Linked DNA regions of Mus musculus: all the other regions are linked to region 3. Evidence: chromatin contacts called from public HiChIP or PLAC-seq and Micro-C data. All regions are on one chromosome and are shown on one strand. Each heading gives the region's core, a stretch centred on a gene start, on an enhancer-like site or on the middle of the called end of the contact. The rest is flanking DNA. Distances are from core to core; before and after follow the strand shown. Region 1 holds the start of Nt5dc2 (5'-nucleotidase domain containing 2). Region 2 holds the start of Glt8d1 (glycosyltransferase 8 domain containing 1). Region 3 holds the start of Sfmbt1 (Scm-like with four mbt domains 1). Region 4 holds the start of Nisch (nischarin). Region 5 holds the start of Cacna1d (calcium channel, voltage-dependent, L type, alpha 1D subunit).

Region 1 (5,539 bases), core at 393-2,892, 420 kb before region 3:
TCTCATCCCATGAGGCCAAGCAGTTTAGGTGACAGCCCTTCTCCACTGCTCTCTGAAGGGTTACTAGCCCTGGCCCTAAAACCTAGCCTGGGGGGCGGGCGGGCAGGCGTCAGGGGTCAGAGGCATGAAGCTAGCTCACCCTGGCATGGCAGTGGAAGTGACCCTGCACACAAGAACTCACAGAGCATGTAAGGGCCTGAAGATGAGGAAGAGTCCTGAAGGATATTCTCAGTAGTGTCCCCCTCCCCCAAACATCCTAAGTAGGTTTCTCAGGCCACTCAGAGGGTCTACACTAGGGGCAGAACGTTGACTTCTTAAATAATCCTGGTCACCCTGCAATATTCCCAATCCTTAAGAGCAACCATTCTTGAGAGGTCTCAAGTAATCTGACTGCAGCACGTCAAGAGGTGAACTCTGGCCAGCGTCCAGCTCTCCTCACAGCTGGAGTGGAAACCCTAGTCCAGTCACAGCTGGAACCTCCCTGTCAGGGCTCCTCTGTCTTATCAGACAATGCAAGCCACCTCACCTCTGGGGCTTCCTGCAGAAGGTCCCCAGGCTCCTGCTTGGCCTTGTTCTTTCTGAGTCATCAACGAAATTCTGGGACAGAACACTGAGGGTCTTCAGAGGGTGTGAAGCCGAGGGCCACCCTGCTGGGCAGTGATAGGGGTCACAGCCCAGACCACATCTATCGGCTGAAGAGGCAGGGCCCCACCAGACCAATGGACAGATGTTCGGCGCTCAGATCTCCAGCCTCATCAGCCCATTCCAAGGGAATGATTAGGAGAGGGTTAAGTGCCTTGTGCAGTTCTATCTGAGATATAGCAACTCCCGAGGGATTGCAGGGGGGGGGGGGGGGCTACAGTAACTTTTCTGTTCCTCCGAGTGTTTAGAGTGCAGTAGACCGCCAGAGACAAGCCAAGAGGTGCCTGCAGTGTCCGTCTGGTGTCACCTTACGTCGTGCCATCTGTGAACACGGCTCAGTCAGTCTTTGTCCACACACTGCAACTAAGGGCCAGAGGAGAACGAGGGACTGGGAGGGGTTCTACCGCTACTGCCCGCAGATTGGACTCAGGAGCAAGACCATGGGGGCCGCGTGCGCAGCGGCCGCTCCAGGCATTCCAAGCTTCTGCCGCCAGAAGACAAAAAGCCCCACTCGCCCCAGGAGTAGCGGTGTCCTGCAGAGACACCTCCTAACAACCCGATGGAGCCTTTTCTAAAACGCCATTTAGCCCTCAGGTTTTGGGACCCCGGCGAGCCCCACCAAGCGTCCTTCACCCCGGTCGGTGCCCTGGCCGTCTGTTGGGCACCGTTCGTCTGACGACCTACGGCTCACTGCCCACCCGGCGTCACCCACCGTGCACCAGCCTCCGCATGTCCTGGTAACGAGCCCATAAGTGCGCGCTGAGGTCCGCGCCGTCTGCGGGCGCCGAGCGCGGGGTGCTGGGGCAGTGGGCTCCGGGACCCGGCGGGCCGCAGCCAGGGCAGGAGGGTGAGGACGAGGCGGCCCGCGGTCCGCTGTGGCCTCTGCACAGCAGCAAGCGCCTAGCTGTCGCCCGCAGTCCGGCACCCGCCATGCCCCCTGCGCGCTGCCCCGGCCGCCCTCCGCCCGTCCGCTGGCCCGCCTGCCCGCCGCTCTCCGACTGCCCGCCCGCCACCGTGGCCGCGTGCTTCTCAAGGCGGCCGGCCAATGGGGGAGGCGCGCGGAGCCCATCCGGCCAATGGACGCACCACTCGGCCCAGGGGGCGGGAGGTCTCCGGGACGGGGCGGAGCGGGCTCCGACCCCCGCCTCCTTGTCCCCTGCTCGGCTCAGGGGCTCTGCGCCCCCCTTTGGTCGTCTCGGTGGCGATGGCGGTACCTTTCCTCCCTTGAGCGGGAAGTCGCAGAGCCCCGGGTCTCCGCGAGATCCTGGACGGCCGAGGAGCAAGAGCGCTCGAGTGTACTGCTCTTCCTTTGCCCAAGGGTCTTTTTGCCCCTCCCCTGCTCTTCTGTCCTATTCTTTCCAGACCAGTTCTCCTGCCCCGGGGCCTCGTGCCCCTGCCCCAGTTTCTGACTGACTGCACGTTCCACTGGAGCTGAGGTCGCTAAGACAACAAGAGCTCTACTTGCTTTCAGTACCAGTCCCAAGCTGGCTAAGACCACTTGGCCTGATGGGCAGCTGACGCCTGCTGAGGCAGCATTTTCTTTGTATTGCCTGGTACCCAACCCAGGTGATCGACTTAAATGAGGAGCCTATCTACTGGGCATACGCTTCTGGCTGTGGGCCAGGATCACTGCAGCCACCAGGTTTTGGCGGCTGTAAAAGGATGGGCCAGACGGTGCAGGCCCCCAGTTGAATTGCCATGGTTTTTTTCAAGCGCTGTCTCAATGAAATTCTTTTCATTCCATCCACTTCTGTTTTCTTAGCTTGCAGGTGTACACTAGGAAAGGCTGGGCCCAATGTCCATTGTTGGTGGTGAGTTGCCCAACTGAACACACGTGGCTGTTGGGTTTAAGGTTGTGTGTAATGTGTACGTTTGTAGTTTGCCTGTACCTATGCTGAGGATCGGGTGTATCAGATTCTGGTCTGGGTAGTCATGGATGCCGAAGGGTGGGCTTATGGGTGGACCCTTGTAGGTCCATTGACCTAGGTGGGCTGTGAAGACCTGGCCACATGTGGATTCCTTCCAAGTGGATGACACTTTACAAGTTTCAGTCCTCAGATCCAAGAGAAATGGCACCAAGTGCCAGGCGTTCACTGTGTGTGGCTTCTCCAGTAGGTACCTCCAGGCAGGCTGCGCTTAGTCAGCTGTTTATGACCCCCCCCCCTCTTTCTCTGCCTTCATGGTTCCCTCACTGCCTCTATTCCTTCCCCAATAAACTCCTTTCATACCAGATTTGTTGCACAGCATAATTTCTCAGGGGCATACCTTGGCATGGGCCCACCAGGCCTCCTCGCTGCAATCTGTCATTTAATTCTGTTTTTTTTTTTTTTTTTTTTGATACAGGGTTTCTCTGTGTAGCCCTGGCTGTCCTGGAACTCACTCTGTAGACCAGGCTGGCCTCGAACTCAAGAGATACGCCTGCCTCTGCCTTCCAAGTGCTGGGATTAAAGACATATGCCACCACTGCCAGGCCATTTAATTCTTTTAGATTGTCAATTCTCACAGCATCATAGAAAGGCTCATCTTACAAGGGTGCCGATAGGGTTGTGGTTTGACAGCGAAGTCACTCTTTACCTTGATCCTCTTCTGTAACTATTGGTTGTGATGCTTAAAAACACTACAAGTTACCAGAATAACGGTAATTTCCCACTTATCATAGGTTTATATTATTTTAGCATGTTTGTTATAGACAGTTGTACTTTTTGCTGCGACGATAAAATTCAGCTTTCGAAAATGCATATCGAGTTATGTTTGTATTAGAATCCAAGTCAAACCAGTCACATCCAGAAATAAAAGGAAGGAGTGTCACGAAACTGCATTTTAGCTGATTTCATTCACAAAGGGTCGACACCTCGGTCAGGGTATTACAAAAAAAGATGGCGATGGCAGAGTAGGGGGCGCGGCAGTAAACTCTGAGCCTCAGCAGTGAGAGCAGGTCGAGGGCGGGGCCGCCACGCCACGTTGGAGACCCCGCCCCCCGAAGGTTCTCCGTCTCCAGAATCTAGGCGCGTGCGCAGGCTTCTTCAGACCGACTCAGCCTCACAGAGCACGCGCGCTCAAACAGCACTCTGATTGGAGAGTCTGAGAGTCCCGCCACATTCTGATTGGCGGAGCCGACCAGGCTTTGGGTCTGTCCTAACTTCCGCGACCTAACTCTTGCGGCCGGGCTGTGGCGCTGCAGTCGAGTCTTGGTGCTCAGTCCACGGGACTCCGCGGACACGCAGGGGTCCGCAGGGTTATTTGTACTGCCTCCGGGAACACCAGTCTGCCTGGTTCCGTCCCTACCCCACTGGGAGGCCTCGGTCATGTTCTCCAGGGCCCAGGTGAGGCGAGCTCTTCAGCGAGTGCCCGGCAAGCAGCGATTCGGCATCTACAGATTCCTGCCCTTCTTTTTTGTCCTGGGAGGTGCGATGGAGTGGATCATGATTAAAGTGCGCGTGGGCCAGGAGACCTTCTGTAAGTGAGGGTGCAGCAGCCTCCGTTTCTCCCGTGGGTATGCGATCCATTCAGTTGCAGAGTTCCTTTCACTTTGGGCGTTAGGAACAGTGTTTTGACAGTTCTCGTGCAGCGAGGCAGGAGGCCCTTAGGGCTCTTGTATTTTGTTCACATTGGCATCCAGCCCTCCTCCTCTTCCGGCATTTGAAGAGGGCACGTGCCTCTAGTCAGGCCGTGCAGGTCTTTGTAGCCTGTCCTTGGCCCTGCTGGTGACTTTGGGCCTAAGGAACAGGATTAATCGCATGTGGAAGAGGAACCAGTCCTGAGGGAAATTCAGAGATATAGCTCAGAAATTCAGGTTAAGGCCCTTGCCCTTTGAGAGCTTTAGCCCAAACTCCTGAGGAAGTTATCCCGGCTGTCCTAGCTAATTACTACTGGTCACTCGCTCTCCTTAGGTTATGTCTTTGACCTAGAACTGTGAAAAGAATGTCTGGCATTTCTGAGAACGGCCTCTGGAACTGCCAGTTCCTTTCAGGCTTTCTCCCAACCTTTGGGCCCTTTGTCTGCCTCTCATGTAACTTACCATTTGAGAATTTTAGGTTGTTCTTTCAAAACCTCCATTCATTTCTTTCTTTCTTTCTTTCTTTCTTTCTTTCTTTCTTTCTTTCTTTCTTCCTTCCTTCCTTCCTTCCTTCCTTCCTTCCTTCCTTCCTTCCTTCCTTCCTTCCTTCCTTCCTTCCTTCCTTCCTTCCTTCCTTCCTTTCTTTCTTTCTTTCTTTCTTTCTTTCTTTCTTTCTTTCTTTCTTTCTTTCTTTCTTTCTAAGATTTATTTTGAGTACGCTGTAGCTGTCTTCAGACACACCAGAAGAGAGCATTGGATCCCATTACAGATGGTTGTGAACCACCATGTGGTTGCTGGGAATTGAACTCAGGACCTCTGGAAGAGCAGTCAGTGCTCCTAACCACTGAGCCATCTCTCCAGCCCCTGATTACTCTTTCTATACTTTGACGCGGAGCCCGACTATGCTGGCCTTGAATCTTCAAAACTTAGAGTCATCCTCTGGGTTTACAGGCATGGGCCTCCACTTAATGTTTAATAACTATGAGAATATCTAGCGAAGAAGGCAAGTTTCAGAAGAGCTCATGGTGTAGTTTGGTAGGAGAATAATTGCCTCACATGATCCCAAACTCCATTTTAACCCCTTCCCCTACCATTAAGCATGCCATAAGGGTTTGTGAGTAGTCTAAGAATCCTAGGTGGCCACTTCATTGGATCAGATGGTATGGGGAAGGCCTTTGGGGAAAGATAGACATTTAGGACTGTTACCCAGGTAAATCGGGGAAGATCGATGAAGCTCACTTCATGGCAGTGGTGAACCTGGAAACCTGGAGGCTTATGTGTATGCTGTTCCGAGGGACTGCAGCTGATGCACAGCGTGAAAGGTGGCACGGATAGAAGGGT
Region 2 (5,713 bases), core at 1,417-3,916, 290 kb before region 3:
AAGTTTCAAAGTTTCAATTAGATCCACAACTTGACAGTCTTTTAGTCAACTTGTTCTCAGCATCTCATCTCCACCTCCTGAGTGCTGGCACTATAGGTGAGCTGCCACACTCACCCACATTTACATAAGTACTCGGGTCCTCACACTTGTGAGGTGAGTACTTTACTCACTATCTGTCTAGCATACCGCCACTTTAAAAAAAAAAAAAAGCTAAAGCTAAATACCTCTGTTTATATTCAGTCTCAACTTTTTAAAAAAACTTTCCCCTCCTATTACATACAATATGGAGCACAGATATCCATGGAAGGATTCCCACTGGTGCTCTGTACCCTATCCTACAACTGTTCTCGTGTAGCACCAACTTCTCGCCATTCCTGGTGGATCACACCCATCCGCACACTAGCATGTTCTGGTGTCTTCCAGTTAAAGCAGTAGAGGTAGAGGAGGGTGGAGAAGATGGAGCACTTCCAGAGGACTGACCCACAGGTCCATGTCTCTGCCTCCCTCACACTAAATGTCTCAAATGAGCTGAAATACTCTTCTCTCTGTGTGTTTCCTTCCTCTGTTCTCAGATGTTTGGTCTTATTTTCAAACTGCTCTTGCGGAGGTCACCAATCGCATCTTTCTGTGCTCTCCTTACACCGACAATCTTACTCTTCCTTCCCAGTTATGGAATGATCGCATGTGTGCATCTGTGAGCTGTGAATCTAAGTTCCACAGAAACAAGGAGTTAAATGAAAATGTAATTCTACTGCTGTATCCTGTCACCTAAGGCCATCCCTTCCAGAAATGCAGCAAGCATGTGACATTTGTGGAACAGTCCTGGATTTGCTAATCCAGGAGGAGTCCAGATCTCCAATAAAGAAGAGCTCTTACTGCAATCTTAATCATCACTAACATTAAATTCCAGAATATGGAAAAGCATGAGATTCCTATGGAGCTGTTGGGTCAAAAGGAACAAGGCAAAACCATTTTGTTTTTCCATCTTTTTATAGTTCAAATACTATATGGTCTGTAAAACAAACTCCCGTCCTATGAAGTGCACTGGTAGAGATACAACCCTGAGGAATGAGAGCCTATTCATATGTACTAAGGAAAGTGTAGGGAAGGAGAAAAGAAAAAAGACCCTTGAAGATTGTTGTAGTCTTTCATTGTACTGGCTCTAAGGTCCGAAGTGTCAAGGGGGTCTGTACTTTTCTGAATGGTGTCAAAGCACAAGAACACTTGGACATTTTCACACACTTAACTGGCTATGCCCCACTTGTCTTTCACGATCAGGAAACGTCCCCAAAGCCCAGGTTACACTTTCCAGAGCTCTATCACATAGGTGCTTTCCCCCCGCAGCTAATTCAATAGTCACATTACTGGAGTGATGTGGACATCTTCCTTGACACACTCCAAGTTTCCAAGTTCTAAGTCACAACTGTGCTAATCAAAATTAACTAACTAACTAATGGGTTGGTAGCTCCATGGATGTGTAGATGCTGGCATCGGCTACTCACCTCCCAGTCTAGAGTGTCTAGCATCTCGCCATCTGTGCCTGACTGCATGCACAGCAGAGTCCACAGAGGCAGCGGGCCCCAGAGGATGGGATCCCCAGAATGGTCTGTCTGAATTCGGCACCCCATCTAGCTCAGTCATGAGGGAAGGGCTCACGCTTTGAAATACACAACCCTTGAAAGACAGGGTTAAGGGAACCCCTTGGCTGGTCTTTTTTTTTTTTTTTTTTTGGTTTTTCGAGACGGGTTTTCTCTGTATAGCCCTGGCTGTCCTGGAGCTCACTTTGTAGACCAGGCTGGCCTCGAACTCAGAAATCCACCTGCCTCTGCCTCCCGAGTGCTGGGATTAAAGGCGTGCGCCACCACGCCCGGCCCTTGGCTGGTCTTTACCAAGAGGGACTGGCCTGGGAATGAGCCATGGAAACCGGCAACCAAAAAGTTAGGCCGAATTTGGGACCCTCTACATAGGGGCACGGAAGCTCAATCCACGAGATGTGGGGCGACTTGGGCCTCGCAGCTCTTCTCCGAGGCAGTCTCCTTTCCCTGGAGAATGTGGCTTCGTTATCTTCCCTAACTCTAGAGATCATTAGTAGCCTCCTTACGCTTAGGAGTGATGGGGACGTGGTGAGGCGCTCCGGGGATCCCGCCACGCACTGACAGGTCAGGTTAGAGCCGCGTCAGACGAATCGTCGCCTTCCGAGGCTGGGCGCAGTCGCCCTTACCTGCGCTGGGAGGAGTGGCCGCCGCCCACGCCCCAGCCCGCCCCGCCAGCTCAGCGCTCGCTCCGCAGGCCCCAGGCCCCGGCCCACCGCCGGGCCGTCCGCGTCCGCTGCTCTCTGGCCGTGGCCCACTGGCCGGCGAGCTCTGCAGCAGCCACGTAGGGCCACAACCCCTAGTTTGACTGTGCCTCCCTCTGCCAGAAAGCCAGGCGCAGCAGGCGCCACGGGGCAGCCCCGTCGCCCGGGTCCTCCCCGAGTAAAGGCCGTCGCTATGGAGACGTGGAGCGCGCCGGCGGCCGTTAAACTGGGGAGGCGCAGCCCGCAAGTGATTCCTGCCGCAATTACAGCTCCGGGCGGCCAGGAGCGCTGACCGGTGCACGATGCTCCGGCCAGGTCGCTGCCCCAGCCCTCGTGAGCAGTGTACAGGGTTCTAGGAAAGCTAAGAGACGTACCTCCCTTGTCGATGGCGCGGGGCGGGGCCAGGGGTTGTCCGTGCCCCTCGGAGACATCCGCTTCCGGGGCCACGGCCGAAGTGAAACGCTCGGCTGGTCGGCCTTGCTCTCGATATCGACCCCCGCAAACTTTACTCCTTAATAATCGGCTACGTCCGTTTCGTTGTCGGTATCGGTCTTCAGCAACCATGCTGGAACACCTGAGTTCGCTGCCCACCCAGATGGTGAGGGCGCGCGTCCCCGATCCCCCGCACTTCTCTTTGGAGCCTAGCGACTTCTAAGCCCCTCACCCTCACCGGAGCCACTCCTAAGATTGGCTTCACTTTCCCTTCTCTTCCCCAGAATAGATCCCCTTTCCCGTGGTCTGTTAAGATGCCCAAGTTTCCCTGGGAAATTACATGTTTGCTTCCTTACTCTCGGGCCCTCCTGGTGTTGAATGCTGCCTTATGCCAACGCTGAGTTCCCTACGAGAATTGCAGTCCTTTGGCAGTAGGACCAACTCGTCCTCTTCTTTTTCGTCCCTAGGATTACAAGGGGCAGAAACTAGCTGAACAGATGTTTCAGGGGATCATTCTTTTTTCTGCAGTAAGTATTGCATTACTTTTAATTCTTAACCCCGCCTCTCTTGGTTTGAGTGCATTTTATATACTTTGTTTCTTTTCAGATAGTTGGGTTTATCTACGGGTACGTGGCTGAACAGTTTGGGTGGACTGTCTACATAGTTATGGCCGGATTTGCTTTCTCCTGTTTGGTAAGCTATTTGTGGTATTTGCGTATTAGCAGTAGCGTAAGTTTTCTGACTCAGGAGACTTGGTTGGACCTACCAGTGAGAACCAGAATCACCTCTTTGTTCGTCTTTCCCATTAATGTTTCTGTTCTCTATTATTTGAAAAGTAGAATGTTAAGTTGTGTCCGATGGCCTGCGCTACATAAAGGTGTAGAGCTTTCTAATTGTCTTTTGCATCTCCTCTAGGCAGTAAAATGAATATGCCAGGGGCTTCGCTTTGCTCACGCAGCCTTCATATTTCTTTTAGTTCTTAAAACTTGTATGTGTAAACACTTAAGGCTTGTTCTCACTCCCTGACATATTTTGTCTCATTAGTTTGTTAATCTTTAGCATGGTGGTTATTTGGGGATCAGACATACTAAATGATCATTTAGACCTTGAATGGAAATAAATGCTACCTTTTCTCTGTTCTGATCTAGCTGACACTTCCTCCATGGCCTATCTACCGCCGCCATCCCCTAAAGTGGTTACCTGTTCAAGACTTAGGCACAGAAGACAAGAAATCAGGGGACAGAAAAATTAAGAGGCATGCTAAAAATAACTGATTGGGACTTTCATGATTCAGCACCTGCTTTTGTTTCCTGTGAGATGAGCTGAATTGCTTTCATAAGCAAAACATGAGCTTAAACCGCCTATGTTCTTATAGCACAGCTGTGTCGAGATCTAATTGTCATGGCTTCATTTCTAATCCAAATGTATTTTAAGTTATGACTATTTTATACCATCTCTTCATAAGCTTGTTATGGAGAACAGGAGATACAAGTATGCAATGCTTCTTTCCCGTGTGTATAATGAATAAACACTTCATAACTTGTACTACATTTGTTTTCTTTTTGCAGTGGGTTCTCACTATGTAGACTATGCTGTCTCCAAGTTCAAAATCCTGCCCTACCTTCCCAAAGTGCTGGGAATACAGGCATATGCTACCACGCCTGGCATATGGAAAGCCCTAATTTATTTATTTATTCATTTAAAGATTTATTTATTATTACACATAAGTACACTGTATGACTGTAGCTGTCTTCAGACATGCCAGAAGAGGATGTCAGATCCCATTAGGGGTGGTTGTGAGCCACCATTTGGTTGCTGGGATTTAAACTCAGAAGAGCAGTCAGTGCTCTTATCCACTGAGCCATCTCCCCAGCCCGGAAAGTCCTATTTATAACTGTCCAAGTCTCACATTCCATTATGAGCCTTCATACTGTTTTAAGGATGAGTTGTTTGGTTTGGTGTTTTTGAGACACCCCCCCCACCCCACCCCCGGCAGGGTTTCTCTGTATAGCCTGACTGTCTGTAGACCAGGCTGGCCTCGAACTCAGAAATCTGCCTGCCTTTGTCTCACAAGTGCTGGGATTAAAGGCGTGCCCACCACTGCCTGGCAAGACGGGGGTCTTCCAATATAGAAACTGGACCTTGCTATGTAGACCAGGCTGACCTTTGAACTCATAGTCCACCTGCCTTTGCCTTCTGAGTACTGGAATCAAAGGCATATCCCCACTATGCTTAGCCCAAATGCTTTCAACTAAAATTCATGGAGCAGTTCTCTCATGGATCTTGTGTTGGTTAGATGGTCTTGTTTAAGAAATATAAGCAGAACCATCTCTCACTGCACCTTCCTAGTCGGCTTTTTAAAAATTTTTCCCTGTTTAAAAAGTTATTTAGTGTGTATAAGAGTGTGCATATAGAGGTGAGAACAGTTTGCAGGATTACACCATGTTCCTGGAGATGGAGCCCAGGTGCTTTGACTGGCTAAGCCGTATTAACAGCCCCCTCGTCTCTTTTCCATTGTTTTGTTAACATTTGTTTGTATGTACTGAATGTGGGCCCACTTGTAGAGGTGATAGGAGAAGACAGATGCAGCAGTCACTTCTTTGCTTCTGTGTGCATTTCAGGGATTGAACTTGGGACACTAGGCTTGGTAACAAAAGCTTTTGTCTACAGAGCTGCCTCACAAGCCCCCCGGAAGGTTCTTTTTAGATTTTGGGTCAATTTTTAAATAACCCTAGTTGACTAGAAAGGAGGAGGTCTCAGGCTCAGAGACCCCAGAAGCTGTTAAAAAGAGTCCAATCAGATGCCTGGGAGGAAGCTGTGGGTGATACTGAGAGCCTAGCCCTACTCAGACTTCTCATGGGGCACTGCCATCCAATTGTAAAGGAGCCAGACCCACTGTGGCCAACCTAGACAGCGGGCCAGGGAGGGAGTGGGCCTGAGAGAGGAAAGAAGAAAATGTAGGGTTGGGAGTGAAGGCGAGGGATA
Region 3 (6,239 bases), core at 3,314-5,813:
TCCTGGTGTGTCCCAAGACAGCTACAGTGTACTTACATATAAAAAATAATAAATAAATCTTAAAAAAAAAAAAGAATTCAAAAGAAAAAAAAAAAACCTCAGAAAACTCAAGCAGTTCGTGGGTGGTGGCTAGGTCACTGTGTATTCTATTAGTTCTTGAAGCTGTAAACTCTGAATGGAATAACCAAATTCAAATTAGTTGTGGGCCCATCAACATGTTGAATAGATAGGGAAAGGAAAAAACAAAACAACAACAACAAACCTCTGACCTTTTGTGGATCTACATAAGTCTCTAACATGGATAGTAAGCCATTCCAACTTTCTACCACACAGATGTCTTTGCAGACCAAAAAAAAAAAAAAAAAAAAAAAGCCTAGGAGTTTGCAAGAAGCTAACAAGATAAGCATTCACTTAGAAGCTAACCGTCTTCTTTAGCAGTAGAAACAAAAAGCACATGGATACATTCAAAGATATTTGGAAGACACTGGCCAGTTACTGCAGCAGTATTCCAGTTGATATTGAAAACTCAACTGTTTGGCTAGGGTTCTAATACAAAACAGTGGCTTTAATTAAAGGACTTTACAAAAAACTGCAGCTGACACAACTTTTATTTATATTTTGTTCTTGCTTTTACTGTTAAGTTTTTAATGAAGTGATAAGCCAGGTGTGCATCCTACATACAGGGCCAGCAGAAAAAAATGGAAACAGGCAACCTTGCAACGGACGTAGGAGGTTGGGGGAACCCTCCAGAACACACCAGAGACCTGGGAGATGAGAGGCTCACAGAACTCAGGAGGAGGGACCTTAGATGAAATGCCCCACAGTAGGAAGAGGGAACTTATAGAGCCCACCTCTAACAGGAAGACAGGGCATCAAATGAGGAAGGGGGGTTGCCATGCCACAGTCAAAAATCTGACCCATAATTGTTCCTGTCTGAAAGAACTGCAGGGATGGACATGTAGAAGAGCCTGAGGAAAAGAAGGTCCAGCAACAGGCCCAAAGTGGAATCCAGCTCAAGGGGAGGCCCCAAGGCCTGACACTATTACAGAGGCTATGGAGCTCTGACCTATCATGACTGTCCTCCGAAAGACCTAACAAGCAGCTGAAAGAATCAGATGCAGATATTTGCACCCAACCAATGGACAGAAGCTGCTGACCCCTGTGGTTGAATTAGGGAAAGGCTGGAAGAAGGAGGAGGAGGACCAGCATCTCAATTAACCTGGACCTTCAAGATCTCTCAAACACTGGACCACCAACCAGGCAGCATACACCAGCTTATATGAGGCCCCCAACACATATACAGCAGTGGAATGCCAGGTCTGGGTTCAGTCAAAGAAGATGCACCTAACCCTCAGGAGACTGGAGGCCCCTAGGAGTTTAGAGGTCTGGTTGGTTGGGGGTTGGGGACATCCTCCTGGAAACAGGGGTGTGGGGAGGACATATGGGATGTAGAACAGTTGGAGTGAGGGGTGGGGGGGAGATAAAATCTGGAGTGTAAAAATTAGATAAATAAAAGACAAAAAAAGAAAAGAAAGCCAGGTGTGGTGGCGCATGCCTTTAATCCCAGCACTTGGGAGGCAGAGGCAGGTGGATTTCTGAGTTCGAGGCCAGCCCCTGATCTACAGAGTAAGTTCCAGGACAGCCAGAGCTATACAGAGAAACCCTGTCTCAAAAAACAAACAAACAAACAAAGAAAATATTAGTAAACTAAAAAAAAAAAAAACTGTCATTTTAAAGGTAGTTAAAGCAGTATACCCATATTATGAATTCACTAGACTTTTAAAAAAATCAATTTTCATTCAATTGTCTTTGCAAATTCTAAGCTTAACAAAATTAATTCATCTGACACCTTTAACTCTTAACTTGTTCAAAAATTCATAATTTCTTCCTTCAAACCTACTCTCTACAAATCTGTATCCCAAAATGGGAAATGATATAATAATATAACGACTATAAACATAAAGACCCCCAGAAACCACAATCCTAACACACCAAAAACTGCTCAGTTAAAAATGTCCTCCTGAAGCCGGGCAGTGGTGTGGTGGCGCATGCCTTTAATCCCAGCACTCGGGAGACAGAGGCAGGCGGATTTCTGAGTTCGAGGCCAGCCTGGTCTACAGAGTGAGTTCCAGGACAGCCAGGGCTATATAGAGAAATCCTGTCTTGGGGGGGGGGGGGAGTCCTTCTGACCACAAAGACCAAAGGTCATAGTCTTAAGACCCTGTAGATACTGGAACCCTACACCAGTACAGCATCAGGACCAAAATGACATCTCCAAGGATACCTGCTATCCTTCAATAGTTAATACTGCCCTTTCACGTTCTAAAGGGTCCTGCTTCAGACAAGATCCATTGGTTGAGTTAGAAGTCAGGCCAGAGGTTGCCTTAGGGAAAGGGCAGGTGTTTACTCAATTAGAGGAATCCCTTGGTGGGGGGAGGGCTGGAAATGCTCTGTTCTGTATCTTAATGTGTATATGGCCATCAAGACTTATGCATATGTAAAACAAGGCCGAACTGTCCTTTCCCGATTTCATTGTTAAACTGTGAAAGGTGTAACTTCTTAAATATATTGAAATGCCTTCTTTAAAAGTCTGTGTTCAAATAAAGTCCACAGAATTATTCTGGATTTAGCTAACAAGATGTTTTTTCCAATCTATTTTTAAAAAGACACATATTGTGAGTGATTTTATGTAGATAGAACCTTTCAAAACTTTTTTAAAATCTCATTTTAAGAAGTCTCCAAATTTTAGAACCCAAAGCATGGTGATCTACTTATCCCACTTTTGCAAATAATAAGGAAGATAAAAAAAAACAAAAACAAAAAACAAAAAACTACACTGGGTAAGACACCTACCCAAAGATAAAGTGGCTCGCCAATGGTAACTGAGTAATAACCTTATAACACAACTGGCTCCTTCTCTCAGGTCCCTCTAGTTCCAACTGGCTGTTCCTGACACTGCAAACAAATCTGAACTCTGACTCTACCTGTGGCCTAAGAGAGTTCATTTGCTGCGAGTTAACAGGCCCCAATGTGTACTTACGAAAACACGTTCCTCCTCCTCCACCCCATCTAGACAGCTGACACAACAGTTACACGCTCAAAGCATTCATTTTGCTTCAGATGAAATAAAGTATGACATCTTAAAAATCGCGGTTCAGGAGAGGCCATACGCAGATAATGACTAATTCCATGTTACTTCCTTCAGATCTTTTTGATGAATACAGCAATCACAAGACACACACCACTTGGGGCCAGTAACTGCTGTGAGTGACCCGCGGGGAAGAGCGCCCACCAAGTTAAAAAAAAAAAAAAAGCCCTACAGGACGCGTCCCACCCCACTGCACCGCAAGCTCTAAAGATGACCTGGCTTTGACAGCTTAGTTTGAGACCCCACGCGAACAGCTGGCATCTCGGGGGGGAAACTTAACACGACGTCTATCCTTTCCGCGGGAATTTATCCCGAGTCTCACAAGGCTTTTCTGCTCCGCAAAGAGCAGGCCTTGCTTCCCAGGACACAGGGCTCGCCCCTCCAGCGTCTTTACAGCGAACAAAACAAGACTTGGGAACAGAAAACGAAACGGTCACGGACCTGCCGAGCGGCCTCAGGACGCTCCCCAGATCCGCGCAGGGGGTCGGGCGGCGGTGCCTCCCCAGGCGAAGCGCCTGAGAGGCCGGAGCCACCGGTTGCGGTGGAGGCTCAGACTCGGCCACCGCGCTTGCTGTCGCCGCCGCCGCTGCTGCTGCTGCCGCTGCCGCCGCCGCCTAGGCCCTGAGAAGTTGAGCGGCCGCGCGGGCTGCGGGTTCGCGCCCCGCCCGGAGCGAGCCCGGGGGGGCGGGTCCGCGGGGGCTCGGCGGGAGGCCGCTCGATGGGGGCAGGGGACCGGAGCCTGCAAGTTGGGAGCCCGCTACCGCCACCCGGCCACTTTGGCCTCTCGCGCCCAGCTGGGCTGACGCGCGCCGCTCGCCCGTTCTCCCTCTCTCTCTCTCTCTCCCGGCGCCGCCGGCCTCCGCCGCGTCCGCGAGGTGCCCGGGCGCGTCCCCGCAGCCCCCGCCGGCCGACGCGCCGAGCCTCGGGACCGCGCCAGGCCGCGCGCGCGGGCGCCGCGTCCCCCCACCCACTCCAGTCGTCCCCCCCGCCCAACGCGCCGCCGCCGCCCGTTGGCGCCTCAGATCGCGCGCTCGCTGCCCGCTGGCTCCCGGCGCTTCCCGCTGGCAAAGTTGCTGGGCCTCTTTGGGAGGGCGCCGCACCACCCCTCAGGCCGCCGCGCGGGAAGGCCCAGCCGGCCGCCCCGCTTTTTTTACCTGACGGGAGTTTTCGCGCGCGCGCTTGCTCGCTCTCCCCGCTCGCTCGCACGCCCGCCCGCTCGCTCGGTTTTCTTTCTTTCCTTCTTGGCGCTCGCCCGCGCGGGGCGCCTTTTCCGCTCGCGCTGCTCGCGCCCTCCTTCCTGCTGAGCCCGGCAGAGCGGGGCGGCCGGCAGCTCTCCCCGCCCCCCTGCACCCGCGCTCCGGCGGAGGCGGCGGCGGCGGCGCTCCGCGCTCCGACTCATTCCAATATGGCACGGACGCAAGGCGCATGCGCCCGCGGCCCCCCCACTCCCTCCCCCAGCTCCGCGGTCCTCCCTCCCGGCAACCCGCGCCCCTCGCTTCGCGCGCGTGGCACTCCCGACCCGGCCTCCCCAAGCCCACCGGCTCGCGGAGCTGGAGCTGCACGGGAGACGACGCGTCCGCGGGCCCGGGTCCATAACCCGCCGCTTTGCTCGCGTCCCCCTGTCCGCACCTCGCCGAAAGACACCCGCGAGGCCGTGGCGCTGGGCGTCGCGGCGTGAGCCTCTGATCCCCGACGGCGCCATGGACGGAGAACGGCTTGGAGACGGCGTCCTCGGGCTCCGGAGGCGCGTCCTGGCCTTGCTTGGGATTCTGGAAAGAAAGACCTCACCTCGGGCTTCTGGACAGAGCGGCTCGGGACCCCGCGAAGTCCCTGATCCATCCGTCCCTGGCGAAGCGCGCCACTGTAGCCCGCACGTGACCACCTCGAGCAAGATGGTATTAGCAGAGAGGCAGCAGTTCTGCAGGTCCCCAAGGGGCGCATACCGTGGCCGAGGGAGCTGCGCCCGCCCGCCGGACCACGTCGGGAATCCTACACGTTCTTTGAGATCTAGCAGGGCACTCTAGTGCTCGTCTACCGAGTCCGACTCGAACGCCTCTACGTACCTCATGTCCAGGCTCAGTAAATGAGTTGTCCTGCCGCAAAGGGGCACAGGTTGACCTAAGAGCTTCAGGAGAAGCTCAAAAATGCTGTGAATCAGCCTCGAATCGGAAGGTGCCCACAGGCAGTTACGTTCGGCTACTCAACCCTTCTTCAGCGAGCACAGGTGTCAATAGGAAGCACACCCACCTGCTCCAGAAAGTTCCCTCAGAAGAAAATCCCAGCGCCTGTGGGATCCCGGAGTGCCAATGAGACCAGACTCTCCAGCCTAAGATGGCCTCAGTCAGGGGCTCCTACTCAAGGAAGACTCCTTTCTTTTAGAGAAGAGGAGGCGAGACACACACACACACACACACACACACACACACACACACACACACACACACGAAGGTCTTGGGATGCTCCCATTAGCATCTTTCTCATGTTTTTGGGCAACCTTGGGAAATATGCACATTACAAACGCCAGATGATTTTTTTCTTTTTGTAAGTGTAAGCACCATTGAAAAGACAAAGTAACAAGAAAAAAAAATAAAGAAGAATATAAAAGGATATTCAATTATTGCTACACAATTTGAGCTCCCACCCACCCCCTCCCAACACCCCCCCCGCCCCGGCCAAAAACAAAAAACAAACAAACAAACAAACAAAAAAACCCTTCTTCATAGATACATGCTTGCAAGCACACATTTTCATTTATTTGCTACTATGACTAACATTTTTTGTTTGCATGGTCGTTTTTAAGGTATATAGTTCCTGCTTGTGTATTTTATTACATTGCAGTTGTCTGCTAACACATCCATGCGGTCCACAGATGAGCTGAGTTTCTAGGAATGGGAAAGTTTTTAGGTAGAAAGCTGTGAATGGCCCTCTCTTGCCCCAGTTCTTTCACCAGCAAGGAAGAGTGTAAGGAATTGAATGCACATTCCTAAACACTGAGGGACAACTTTTCTCCCCTACATTGAATGATGCCTAGTTTAAGGTGACCTTATTTGGCACTTCTTGGATGACTAAACATTCAAAATTTCCCCATTTG
Region 4 (5,542 bases), core at 1,434-3,933, 490 kb before region 3:
GAGAGACAGCTGTCCCTCAGGTTGAGACAATAAAACGAATGTGGGGGCGAGCAAAGCCACCCACTGTAACCTGACCAGGGTGGCCACTGAGCTATTTTTAAAGGGGGACAAAGTTAAACCTGGTGATTGTTCTGGGGACTTTGGTATGCAGGGGGTGGGGTAGTGTTATCTGCCCCCCTGGCCTACTGGTGCTGCCTCAGGAGCCAAAATTAGTCCCCAGCCCCGCCAGGCCTTGTATGGGCACTGGGTGGAGGGCCACCCCCCTACTCCAGCTCCACAGACTCCTACAAGATAGCCAAGGATACCATAGGAACCAGCTGCAGCCCTTCCCTGCTCACAAGTGGGGCCATATTCCGGGGGTTGGGAGAGAATTTCCTGAGAACAGCTGTTTGCTAGGATTTTCTTGTCTCTGAAGCAGGTATATCAAAAGTCCCTCAGCGTCCCCAGGAAATCGAACAGTCTTAGGGTCACTGTTCTCTAACCCTGACTCTTATCACTCTCAACTCCTACCTAACCCCTGAGCCTGCCAGGGACTGAGGTTCCAACAAGCCATTCCTTCTTCCCTCCCTCTCCTCAGGCCTGTACCTTCAAAGCATCTTTCCCATCCCAGGACTCAAGTTCTCCAGCCCTCTCACAATTCCCTCCCACCTTCTAGAGCCTCCTCATCCAGCTCAGGGGCTAGAGGAGAGAGGCAGATCTGAGTATGTAAGAAGCAGATTGTGAGAAATGGAAGCTTGGGAGGGGGTGCGGGGCGCAGACCTGGAGACACACAGAGAGACAAAGACTCAGAGACATCGTGAGGAAGGAACAGAGATGGAAAGACCTTGTGAAAGACCAACAGATGTCTAAAGAATAAAAACACAAATACACTCAAGACAGTGACAGGTTAGAAACAGAGGGAGACACAGGATGCTGAAAGCTGAGACCATACCCCTAGCCACATTGACAAACCCCTGAATTGCTACCCTTTCTGCATCCCCCAAATGTCAGCTCAAGGGGCTGGGTTACAGGTGTGTGGGGACCCTTTTGAGTCCCCCATCACTTCCCTAGTGTACCCCTGTCCTCCATCCTTAGCTAAGGGAACCCCAATGGACCTACCCACCCTAACCCCTTAAAGATTCATCTCTCACCGCAGCTTTGTAGATGTCATCCATTCTGGCGACAGCTCACAGGACAGGCTACTGGGGTTGCCAGCCAGCCAGCCCTCTGCTTGGGCTTATATAGCCCTGCCTCCCTCCACCTCCTGCTACATTCCCAGCCCAGCCCACCACTGCCTGGAATATCCTCCACCCCCTCCCTGGTCCCTGTAATCTCAGGCTGGCCAAAGTCCCTGTATCATCTGCCTAGGGCCAGGAGCTATGAAGGACTGCAAGGACCAGGTCTCTTGCCATCTGTTCCCCAGACCCCACCCCACCCCCAGGGAAGTCTCAAGAAAAAAAAAAGAATGTATTGCTTTTATTTATGAGTGCATGTGGAAGTCAAAGGACAACTTGCAGGAGTCATCTATCTCTCTCTGCTACCTAGGTTCCCAGGAACCCAGGACTGAACTCAAGTTTTCAGGTTTGGGAGCAAGCACCTAAATGCAATACACACACACACACACACACACACACACACACACATCCTCAACAACCTCAGGAAAAAGTTTCCTGAATGAATGAAAATATGAGCACACAGGAAATGTGAAGTAAACAGTTCGGTCTTCTATGGAATCACAGTGACTTGCCTGAGGTCAAGCTGACCGGAGAATCCCTACCTTATATTACACCCCCTGAGAGATGGTAGCATGCCAACAGAGGCTGGCAGTGTAAGTCCTGCCAAGAAACACTTCCTATGCAAGGTTCAGAGTATAATATGACACTGGTAATGGAAGAAGTCACTGGCCCACAAAGAATAGGCTGGCCTGAAGCCCTTCAGCGGGATCTACCACGCCGCAACCTTCCATCTTTCAAGGACAACAATCAGTGTTCACTTCGGGTTTGAGTCAGCTGCATTCTGTGAGTCAACAAGTGTCCCTAAAGAACCCTATGTCTATCAGGATTCTCTCTTTTCCTCCTCCGGTTGGGTCATCTCTTCTCCAGCTAAGTCTTCCCTATGGTTGTTCCCTATGGATGTTTCTTCAGCCACGCTCTTGTGTCCAAGGCCTAGTCTGTCTCCTCCTCACCTTGAGCTCTTGCAGGATGTCATCTGGGAAACCAGATGGACAGCGCATATCTCTTCCATCCACCTGCACGTCTGCTGCATATAAGCTCTCCCTGAACACACCAGTGTGCCGCCTAGCACACTGCCAGGGGAAAGCCCGTGGGGTACTGAGCACTGCAGAATCACCACAATCAATTCTCCACCAGTACTTTTAACAACAAACCCCCCAAGTGTCGGAGAGTCCCTCTGGTCCTTGTTCCATCTCTAAGTCTAGTCTTATTCATTTTGCTCTTGCTACACAGGGAATGAACCCAACAGCCAGGCGAGACCCTATTAATGTCCCCTCTGGAAACTGAGGCCAAGCGAAGCAGAGTGACTTCGGAGAGTTCCGAAGGCCCATGGCCTCTGCCCTTCCCTGCTGTGAGCCCAGCGGACAATGACCACAACTGCCCGAGGGGACAGAACGCCGCACAGGTATACAGAAAGCAAATTGGGCAAGCCCGCAGGAGCTGCGCATGCGTGCCACTGGTTGTGCTGTCAATTACGGGCAAGGGGCGGGGCGAGGACGCAAGCAGGCCGAGGGGCCAAGATGGCGTCGCGGGCGCGGGCGGGGGGCAGCGGGGGCTGGGGGGCGGTGGGACGCTGACCCCGCCCCCTGCTGCTGCCACTCTGCGCCGGGCGTCGGCAGCGGTGGAGCCGGCAACATGGCGGCTGCGACACTCAGCTTCGGCCCTGAGCGGGAGGCCGAGCCTGCCAAGGAGGCGCGCGTCGTGGGTTCTGAGCTCGTGGACACGTACACGGTGTGCTGGGGGGCCGCGAGCGTCCAGAGCGGGCTTAGCGCCTGGAACCCGGAGTTCTCGACCCAGGGGCTTTGAGAAGTGGGGGGTGGGGGGGGCCTGGGTAGCACATTCGATGAGTGCGTGGAAGGTTCTGCGAGGTAGCGACGAGGGAGCCCGAAAAAAATGGGGGATTCGGAGGAAGGGCCGGGTCGCATAGGTTCTGGAGGAGGATCTAGGCGGGGCGCGGGAAGGGGGGCTGGGGAAAGGGTGCGCGACCAGAAAAGGAGACTTGTGTTGGAGCAATCAGAGGGTGGGGGAGGAGGGGATGGTGAGATGGAGGCCCTCTGGATCCTCCAGGCAAGGAAGAATGCCAGCCTAAGAGACCTTCATGGGAAGTCTGGGAGGAAGGGGACGCGGAAGGGGTGGTCTCTGGTCGATGGGACCAAGGGCCAGGGCTAGAGATCATCAGGTGGTGAAGGAGAGACAGCAGATCCCGATCTCCACCCCCACCAACCAAACACTAGTCGCAGTCCAGATCAGCCCTGCGAAGTGTGTGTGTGTGCGTGCGTGCGTGCGTGTGTGTGTGTGTGGGGGGGGGTGGTGGATGGAAAAATGAGCCCTCGGGGTCTGGGGAGAAAGGAATGGATCCCAGCCGTGCAGAACACAGAAGTTACCTCGAGGCCGAAGTACAGGGCCTGCAAACCTTAGGGGACGTCACGGCTTAGGGGAGAGGGACACGAGCTTCTAATGTATCCTTGTAGGCTACAAGGGAAAGCCAACAAAAAAGGAGGGTAGTTTCTGTGATGGCGTTAGACGCCCTTTGGGCCTGCATAGGGTTGGATGCTAGGCCCGAGAGCCTCGTGGGCAGCCTGCCAGGTGAAAACTTGCACTGTGGTGGGGGCCCACTGAGCACCTCCCGTCTCCTTGTCCTTTGTTCCCTGGAGGGTGGACAGAGGTAAGGGCCTCGGGCCTGCCTTTGCCCCACCCCACTGGCTCCCACCCTAATACCGGATCCTGAGGGCGATTCCTCTATCTAGTTCTTTCTCCCCGCTGCAAGGAAGAGAAGCCGCTAGCGGCTCCTTTTAGAGCAACAGGCTGGCTCTGGAGAAATGGCTGCTCCTGGGGTCAGGAATCAGCCTCGTTCACTGTTCCCACTAACCTCTCCGTGCTCCAGGCCGAGGAAGGGAAGCTAGGACCGTGGGGCTTGATCTAGTTAAGGAATGAGGTCACTCACCTAGGACTAGCTGCAGTCAGTAGAGGCTCTTTGTCCTTCCCCTTAGTGTCAGGAGCAAGGTGATGATCCAAACTGACCATCCTCATTTGTCACTGGGTGTGATGCACGGAATGTGACTAACATATCTATCTTCTGTTCCGTGTTAGGCCTTTACACTTAATTGCTTTACTTGGCCCACCAGGTTTTAAAATGGAGGAATTGAGGCCCAGAGAGAGCTTAGGTTCCCAGTCACTTACATAAGTGGCACATAAGCCACACCCAGGAAATGGGATAGCCAGATTTTGAACCCAGGTTTTGGTGGACGATTAACCACCAGAGCTATATCGCCTTCTGTTGAGGCTGATTGAGCCACCGCTGCCCCTGGAAGCCTGGTGATGCCTTGCCTCCTGGTTCAGCTGCCAAAGTCAAAACCACAGCTAGTGGAAGAGGTTGACTGAAGGCCTTGCTTCTAGGATGGAGTTAGGGCTCCTGGAAAGATGTATAGCAGAGACACTGGTGCTGCCTCACTGGGCTCTGCTCTGCCTCCCTTGGAAGGGGCAGCCTTGCCTATAGCACAAGTTGGGTTTTGAGTTATACAGAGACAGGAGGTAAAAAAAAAAAATCTAAGGAGGTGTGTGGAGCTAGTCACCCATACCATTCCTTCCTGATAATGGGAGCCAGAGCTCTTCTCCAGACCTTACAGGGCTGTCAAGGAGGCTGAGGAAAGCTGGGTGCACAGTGGGTGTGCAAGGATGCCTGACTCTGGCTTTTTGGGGAGTGGGGACTGAGTACCTTGCAGCTATTGTGAGTTGGGGTTCTCTTGTCACAAAAAATCATTTTTCCCTTTAGGTTTATGTCATCCAGGTTACCGATGGCAACCATGAGTGGACGATCAAACACCGTTACAGTGATTTTCATGACCTACATGAAAAGGTAATCTGAAGACCTTGGCACCTGTATCTCAAGGGGTGGGGCTTGTGGGCCAAGTCTCCATTGTGCCACATGTTAATTTTAGGGCAAAACTGCCTCCACATCTATTGCTTGTAAGTTTTAAAAACATTTATTCATGGCCAGGGTTATACCACACATACCTTTAATTCTAGCAGCACTTGGGAGGCAAAGGCATGTGAGTTTAAGGCCTGCCTCATCTACAGAGCGAGTTCCAGGGCTACACAGAACCTGTCTTATAAAACAAAACAAAAAAACAAGTGTGTGTGTGTGTCTGTGTGTGTCTGTGTGTGTTCTAGTGAGAGGAAGATGCACACGTGCCACAGCTCATGTGTAGAGGTCAGTTTGTGAGAGCAGGGTTCTCTTTCCACCATAGAGGCCCCAGGGATTGAACTTAGGTCATTAGACTTGGCAGCTCCTTTACCCGGTGAGCCCTCTCATGAGCTCTGTGACTTGCTGT
Region 5 (5,911 bases), core at 1,112-3,611, 360 kb after region 3:
TTATCCTGCCCCTTCACCCAGCATGGCAGAAGGTGATAGCTATTTCTTGAACGTTGTTCCAGGGACTTCCACATACACACAAATAAATGAATATATATCCTTCAATTTCAAATACTTATTCATATTTTGAGTGTAGAACCCACACCCTTCACAGTTTAATCCTGCCAACTCTCAGTTAAAACCCCGTCACTGGTTCCCACTGCAGAGGAGTGCAGGATTCCATGTTACCTGTGCACCCGTTGATTTTCAAACAGATGCCACCCACACATTAATCTCTTTTGTGCCTCCATTCTTCCTGCCCTATTAAATCAGCCCCCCTTTTTAATAGAAACAAAGTTTTAGGTTTACAGGGAATTTACATAGAAGGTACATGTCTCCAGCAGTTTTTCTTATGATTACATCTTGGCTTGGTGTGGTATATTTGTTGAAACAGTAGCAATGGGTTATTGTTAACTTCCGTCCACAGTTTATATCACGGTTCACCTTTGTGGAGCACAGGTCTATGGCCTCTGACAATCAAATAATGCTCTAGGTCCATCATTATGGTGACATACAGAATAGCTTCATTGCCCTGTGGTTGTCTCTTCTCCCCGCTTAGTTAAGCGGTTAACAGAACTGGGAAGACTTCTCAGAGCCCTTCAATTCCAGGGCTCCAGAGCACCCTTGCATAGTGCTTCCTACACTTGGTATAGCCCAGCTTCTGCTTCTTCCAGTAGATGGTTTGCCCTTGAGGAAGGGACTGTGCACACAGATCAAAATTGGTAACTCCTAGCCTAGACAACTGCGCTTAACAGATGCCTGTTCAGTGTTGGCTGAACTAAATCGGACAATGGGCCAGTGTTAGCAAGGCATTTTCTGTAGAAGTCTCCAGAGGATAAGCTATAGACCTGGAATTCTGATAGTGACACACGTGCTTCCTTGCAAATCTGACCTATCAAAGGATATGTTCTTGCATCCTTTTTGATTTCAGCTAAGCACCAGCACAGGTGAGGTTGCTCAGACCAGCTTTCTTTTACACAGGCCACAGGCTGCTTCCCAATCCTGCCACTCTCCAAAGAGCCAAGTGAAAAAGCAGGCAAGCATGGTTGTTTTCCTCTATCCTAACTAGACACCCCTCTCTCAGGAAGACCCCTGGAGAGTCATTCTTCCCAGGTGGATCCCCCCTGCAACAATCAGAGATGCTCGGTGTGTCCTCTTTGAGCAAGGAGCACCTTCCCAGAAACATTTATTTTCTTAATTCACGCTGAGCCTTTTGCTTTAAAGACACTGTTCTCAAACGTTCTAAAACTCCGTAGGAACAAGCAGATCCGAACAAAGGCAAATAAATCGAATCCTGCAAAGTAACAAAGCAGACGCCTTTTCCCAACAGCCAGCACAAAGCTAAATGAAAAATATCAGTCATCCACTAGATACAGTATTTCCCCCTCCAGACGGAGCTGGGGCCTGTAGACCTCCCCCACTACAAACAGGAGGCCGAGAAGGTACAAAAAAAAGTATTAATTCCTAAACGAGTCATCAATTTGAGCTGCACAGTCTACCTCTCCACACTAGCAGTTTGAAAGACCTTGGCTGTTACTTCTCTGTACCTGTCTCCAAATACACGTGGAGGTGATGGCGAGAGGGAGGGAGCCCACCGCCACGTATGCATAAGGGAGGGAGGACGGGATTCAGGGCTGAGGGCAGATCTCTGAGGACAGTCAGTGCTCCCCAAAGAACAAGCCCCCCATCTCTTTGCACCTCTAAACTGGAAGAAACGGTGTAAGAGCTGGGGGACGCCTGTCCAGTCCAAGCAGAGCCCTCGAACCCTGAGCTTTGATGCTGCAGCAGCAGCGATCGCCTGCGGGCACCTGGGTTCCTGGGGGGAGGGGGGCGGGGCCTCCCCCAGGTGTGAGAGTGCGAAGGCCACCAGAGCCAGCCCAGCGGACCCCAGGGGACCCCAGCAGCCTCCGCTTGGGGACGCCGTGTAGAGGAGCGGCGCATCGGCGCCCCTAGCAGCAGGCACGGGGCCCCACGGGCCTGGCTCGGGGAAGGGGCGCCCGCGCGGCGGCGCCGAGGGGGTTAACCGGGCTGTCGGCGGCCGCAGCGCACTTAACCCTCGGTCAGCCGCGCCAGCCTGGGGGTGGCGGCGTCCGAGTCGCGCGCCGTGGAGTCCGGGGGGCGCGTGGGCCGCAGGCGGGCAGCTGGGGCGCGGCGCGGCCGGTGGGAGGCCCGGGCGCGCGGGGGAGGGCGGGGGACGGCGGCGGCGGGCGCGCAGCGTCGCCAGGGCGAAGCCGGCGTGCAGCGCGGCGCGGCGGGCGCGGAGCGGGCGGGCGGGCGGGCGGGCGAGCGCCTCCGTCCCCGGATGTGAGCTCCGGCTGCCCGCGGTCCCGAGCCAGCGGCGGCGCGGGCGGCGGCGGCGGCGGCGGGGCACCGGGCACCGCGGCGGGCGGGCGGACGGGCGGCATGGGGGGCGCGCCGAGCGGCCCGGCAGGCCGGGCGGGCACCACCACGGTGTCCCTCCGCTAGAGGAGGGGACCAAGCCAATTCTCCTTTGCAGTAAAAAAAAATAAAAAAAATAAAAAATTACATGTATATATTACTAAGATAATATATACATCTGATTTTATTTTTTACAAAAAGTTTATTTTGCTCCATTTTTCAAAAAAAAAAGAAGGAGCGTGGGTGGCAGGCGGTTTTTATAAATTATCTTTATTTTTGGTTATTTGTCTCTGTCCTTCCCCACCCCCTGCTGAAGCGAAAATAAGGGCAGGGACCGCGGCTCCTACCTATCCGTAACCTCCCATATCCGTTCCTCCCCCTCCCTAACCCTGAGCATAGTGCCCTGCACACAGTAGGCGCTCAATAAATGTTCGTGGATGATGATGATGATGATGATGAAAAAAATGCAACATCAACGGCAGCACCAAGAGGACCATGCGAACGGTGAGCAGCCTGAGCTTGGGTACCCGCTGCCAAACCTCATCCTATCATGATCCTACTCTTCCCACCCCCAACCCCCCATCTCCGATGCGTTGGGTGGGTTGAGGGGGTTGGAAATGATGCTTTTGGCTTGGTGTCATCTACATAGAAAGGGGTGATGCGCGGCAGCTACTCCGTTCTCCTCTTCAGGCCGTGAATGTCAGTTAATTCTGCATTTGCTGGGGTGGGGGCGGCCATTTGGGTGTGTGTGGAGTACTGTGGAGCCAAGGGGCAAGAGTGAGGTGATCCGGGTTCAGTGTGCTCGGGCTCAACTTTCCTCTTTCATCGCCCCTGAGCGATGGAAGAGGAGGTGTTAGTCTTCAGCCTGAACCCTTTTTCCAGCCTCCCCCTATCTCCCGCGCCTCTGGTTGACTAAGAAGAAGGTCCTTAGTAGCATCAGGAAAATTCTAGGACTGTTCCAGGTTTACCCCTTGGGTCGCTTGGTCCCATCATCTCATGGGAGAAGCCCCGGGTCTTGGGATCTGAGGGAACAGGGTCGGGTGGAGCGTGTATTCCCGCTCCCTGTGCCTCCTGTGCACACGTCGGTAACCTAGCAATGCCCAGAGAGTTGCTGCCGCTGTGGGGCTCTGCAACTCACCACGTGCAGTTTCCACACCAGCGGGGGCCGGGTCTAAGAAGGCTGGGGTGCTTTTGGCCAGGTTCCCTTCATGGAGGTCGTTAGCATTTCCCAGCCCTGGTTTTCTTGAAGCCTTTTCCGGTGAGCGCTTCTCAAAGGAACCGCTTGGCAAAACTAGTCCCTGATCTCAGATTGAGTGCCACCTGCCTGCTTTGCTCTGTCCCAGGCTTAAGGACAGTAGGGCAGGAGACCTGTGCTTGCTTTGACTCTTTACTTAGTGATAATTGGTTTTGCAAACGCCCGATTTCCAACCTCTGACACCACTCTCACTTTGACATCTGCTTCAGCAGAGGTGATGGTGGCCCAATGTCCATCTTCCAAGGAATGACCAGACCCACAGTGAGGCGAGCTCTATACATGAAGGGACACCCTCCATCCCATGCCCTCCCCTTCCCCCCTCCCCCGCCCGCTTTTGAGTATTTTGCCCTGGGAGTACCTGGATGCTACTCTACACTGAGATAATTATTGCATAGGCCTTGAGGTTCCCTGACATAATGCACCCTGACTCTTAGGGTGCAGGCCGATTAGATGCTGGCTTGGCTGCTGCTGCTGCAATTTAAAATGCAATAATAATAATAAAAAAGCCTTAAAGATGTTTTTCTGTTTTCTGAAGCTTGTGGAGGAAATGAGTCCCAAGCATCATGAATTTTCATTTGTAGGAAGTGTTAATGCATAATCTAGATATTTGTTGTGGGGCTTTTGGTATTGCCTGGTGCCAGTAAAGAGGTTTTTTTTTTTTTTCCCATGTAGAAAAAATTGCATATATGGCTATGGAGAGCTTTTGGAGGAATAGTCTAAAAGTGGTTAAAACTACTGAATTATTGGTTGAGTGTGTGTGTACGTGTGCCCGCGTGTGTGCGTGTGTGTGTGTGTGTGTGTGTGTGTGTGTGTGTGTTGGTAATTACTTTTTGAGAAAGGGAGTTGTGTATATCTGTTAAGCCATGAGAGATACATGTGTTTTCAAAGTCAGGAAAAGACACGGGATCACTGTGAGAATGGCCTCAGTTTGTCAGAAGAGATGCACTAAAAGATTCCTTTTGAAGACACAGGTATGGAAGAGTACCAGTGTGGTTAGGTGTGGCACAACAATGGCCCTGCATGACTGATGCTCAGAGTAGAGCTCTGGTGACTTTTGCATTGCCTGGCCAAACCCCACTACTTGTGACAGAAGGTTCAAAATGGGAAATGCAAGATGGGAGACACTTTTGCTTTTTAAAAAGATAGTATGGATTGAAGTCTTCTTCTTCTTCTTCTTCTTTTTTTTTTTTCCAAAAGGAATAATCTCTTTTCTCCTCTCCTCAGAGGCAAACTATGCAAGAGGCACCAGACTCCCTATTTCTGGTGAAGGACCAACTTCTCAGCCCAACAGCTCCAAGCAAACTGTCCTATCTTGGCAAGCTGCAATCGATGCTGCTAGACAGGCCAAGGCCGCCCAGACCATGAGCACCTCTGCACCCCCACCTGTAGGATCTCTCTCCCAAAGAAAACGTCAGCAATACGCCAAGAGCAAAAAACAGGGTAACTCGTCTAACAGCCGACCTGCCCGTGCCCTTTTCTGTTTATCCCTCAATAACCCCATCCGAAGAGCCTGCATTAGTATAGTGGAATGGAAGTATCCTTTTTTTTCTGTGGGAAGTCTTTCTCATTTGCCATCTGTGCTTCAAAAGGATTTGCTTTCTGCAGTGACACTTCTCAGAGCCTTAGCAGTCTGGAATGTGAGCAATGGTGGCAACTGCAGGCAAGGGGCTTCATGGGCTACGGCTTCCTGTCTCCCCAGCTTGCAGAGGGTGTGTCCATGAGTATATTTAGCCTGTGTGTGTGCGTGTGTGTGCGTGTGTGCGTGTGTGTGTGTGTGTATGTATGTAGTGCTGTGTGTGTGTGTGGGGGGGGGGAAGTGAAGATTGCAACTTCATAGTGGTAGGGAGTTAGAATATGAACGAGACCTTTGGTCATAGAACACTGGATAGGTCTGAAGCTGTTATTGTTTTGGGGGCAGTTATATGCATTTTAATTTGTTGAAAATTTGGTATGCTGATTCACAAAAAAAAAAAAAAAAAGATGGAGACTATTTTCAGTCTGTACTAGAAATGACCTTTAGTGGAATCTTCTGGTTCTAGTGACTGAAATTTGCCTGGACAGCTACAGTGAGTGTAAGGTTGCTTCTGGCTCTGCTATTTGCTAATTCTAATTGTTTAGGTAACTTTAAATGCGAACATTTGATTTATAGGGAGAAGTTACTTTTGATATTATTACTACTACTACTATTATTAGCTGATCAATGCTATGACTTCCTGAAATTTCTTTTTGATAAGCTTT

Evidence for each region. Hi-C and Micro-C count contacts between places; a contact is called where the count stands out from the background. HiChIP or PLAC-seq counts read pairs in DNA pulled down with a chosen protein or histone mark.
Region 1: an HNF4G HiChIP or PLAC-seq map of pancreatic cancer cells shows a contact between it and region 3. The contact joins the promoter of Nt5dc2 here to the promoter of Sfmbt1 in region 3. A contact is called at or near these places in 4 of 39 promoter capture datasets (hippocampal neurons, liver, neutrophils and 1 more), 1 of 484 Hi-C or Micro-C datasets (embryonic stem cells), 1 of 115 datasets of contacts at active chromatin or transcription factors (pancreatic cancer cells) and 1 of 9 other capture datasets (pancreatic islet).
Region 2: a Micro-C map of embryonic stem cells shows a contact between it and region 3, with 4 times the contacts expected there. The contact joins the promoter of Glt8d1 here to the promoter of Sfmbt1 in region 3. A contact is called at or near these places in 2 of 39 promoter capture datasets (hippocampal neurons and stem cell-derived epiblast-like cells), 4 of 484 Hi-C or Micro-C datasets (CD8 T cells, embryonic stem cells and nephron progenitors), 2 of 115 datasets of contacts at active chromatin or transcription factors (bone marrow-derived macrophages and embryonic stem cells) and 2 of 9 other capture datasets (adipose tissue and liver).
Region 4: a Micro-C map of embryonic stem cells shows a contact between it and region 3, with 6 times the contacts expected there. The contact joins the promoter of Nisch here to the promoter of Sfmbt1 in region 3. A contact is called at or near these places in 4 of 39 promoter capture datasets (3T3-L1-derived adipocytes, liver and stem cell-derived epiblast-like cells) and 1 of 484 Hi-C or Micro-C datasets (embryonic stem cells).
Region 5: a contact with region 3 is called in a Micro-C map of embryonic stem cells, with 2.2 times the contacts expected there. The contact joins the promoter of Cacna1d here to the promoter of Sfmbt1 in region 3. A contact is called at or near these places in 3 of 484 Hi-C or Micro-C datasets (all in embryonic stem cells), 1 of 115 datasets of contacts at active chromatin or transcription factors (embryonic stem cells) and 1 of 9 other capture datasets (pancreatic islet).

What each region holds. Positions count from the first base shown.
Region 1 is chr14:31,127,192-31,132,730 of GRCm38.p6, reverse strand. Nt5dc2 (5'-nucleotidase domain containing 2) reads right to left here and starts at 1,642. Exons shown (of 14, transcript NM_001374087.1): 1 at 1,355-1,642. The coding sequence starts at 1,574. It overlaps Smim4 (small integral membrane protein 4), which reads left to right and starts at 3,801. Exons shown (of 2, transcript NM_001308091.1): 1 at 3,801-4,098. The coding sequence starts at 3,948.
Region 2 is chr14:30,998,386-31,004,098 of GRCm38.p6, reverse strand. It overlaps Glt8d1 (glycosyltransferase 8 domain containing 1), which reads right to left and starts at 2,666. Exons shown (of 10, transcript NM_029626.2): 1 at 2,102-2,666. It overlaps Spcs1 (signal peptidase complex subunit 1 homolog (S. cerevisiae)), which reads left to right and starts at 2,433. Exons shown (of 4, transcript NM_026911.3): 1 at 2,433-2,894; 2 at 3,196-3,255; 3 at 3,335-3,421; 4 at 3,877-4,273. The coding sequence starts at 2,682. The coding sequence ends at 4,002.
Region 3 is chr14:30,713,939-30,720,177 of GRCm38.p6, reverse strand. Sfmbt1 (Scm-like with four mbt domains 1) reads right to left here and starts at 4,563. Exons shown (of 21, transcript NM_001166532.1): 1 at 4,303-4,563.
Region 4 is chr14:31,203,967-31,209,508 of GRCm38.p6, reverse strand. Nisch (nischarin) reads left to right here and starts at 2,683. Exons shown (of 21, transcript NM_022656.2): 1 at 2,683-2,942; 2 at 4,984-5,067. The coding sequence starts at 2,847. It overlaps Tnnc1 (troponin C, cardiac/slow skeletal), which reads right to left and starts at 1,197. Exons shown (of 6, transcript NM_009393.3): 1 at 1,131-1,197. The coding sequence starts at 1,154.
Region 5 is chr14:30,349,936-30,355,846 of GRCm38.p6, reverse strand. It overlaps Cacna1d (calcium channel, voltage-dependent, L type, alpha 1D subunit), which reads left to right and starts at 2,361. Exons shown (of 47, transcript NM_001083616.2): 1 at 2,361-2,922; 2 at 4,898-5,207. The coding sequence starts at 2,856.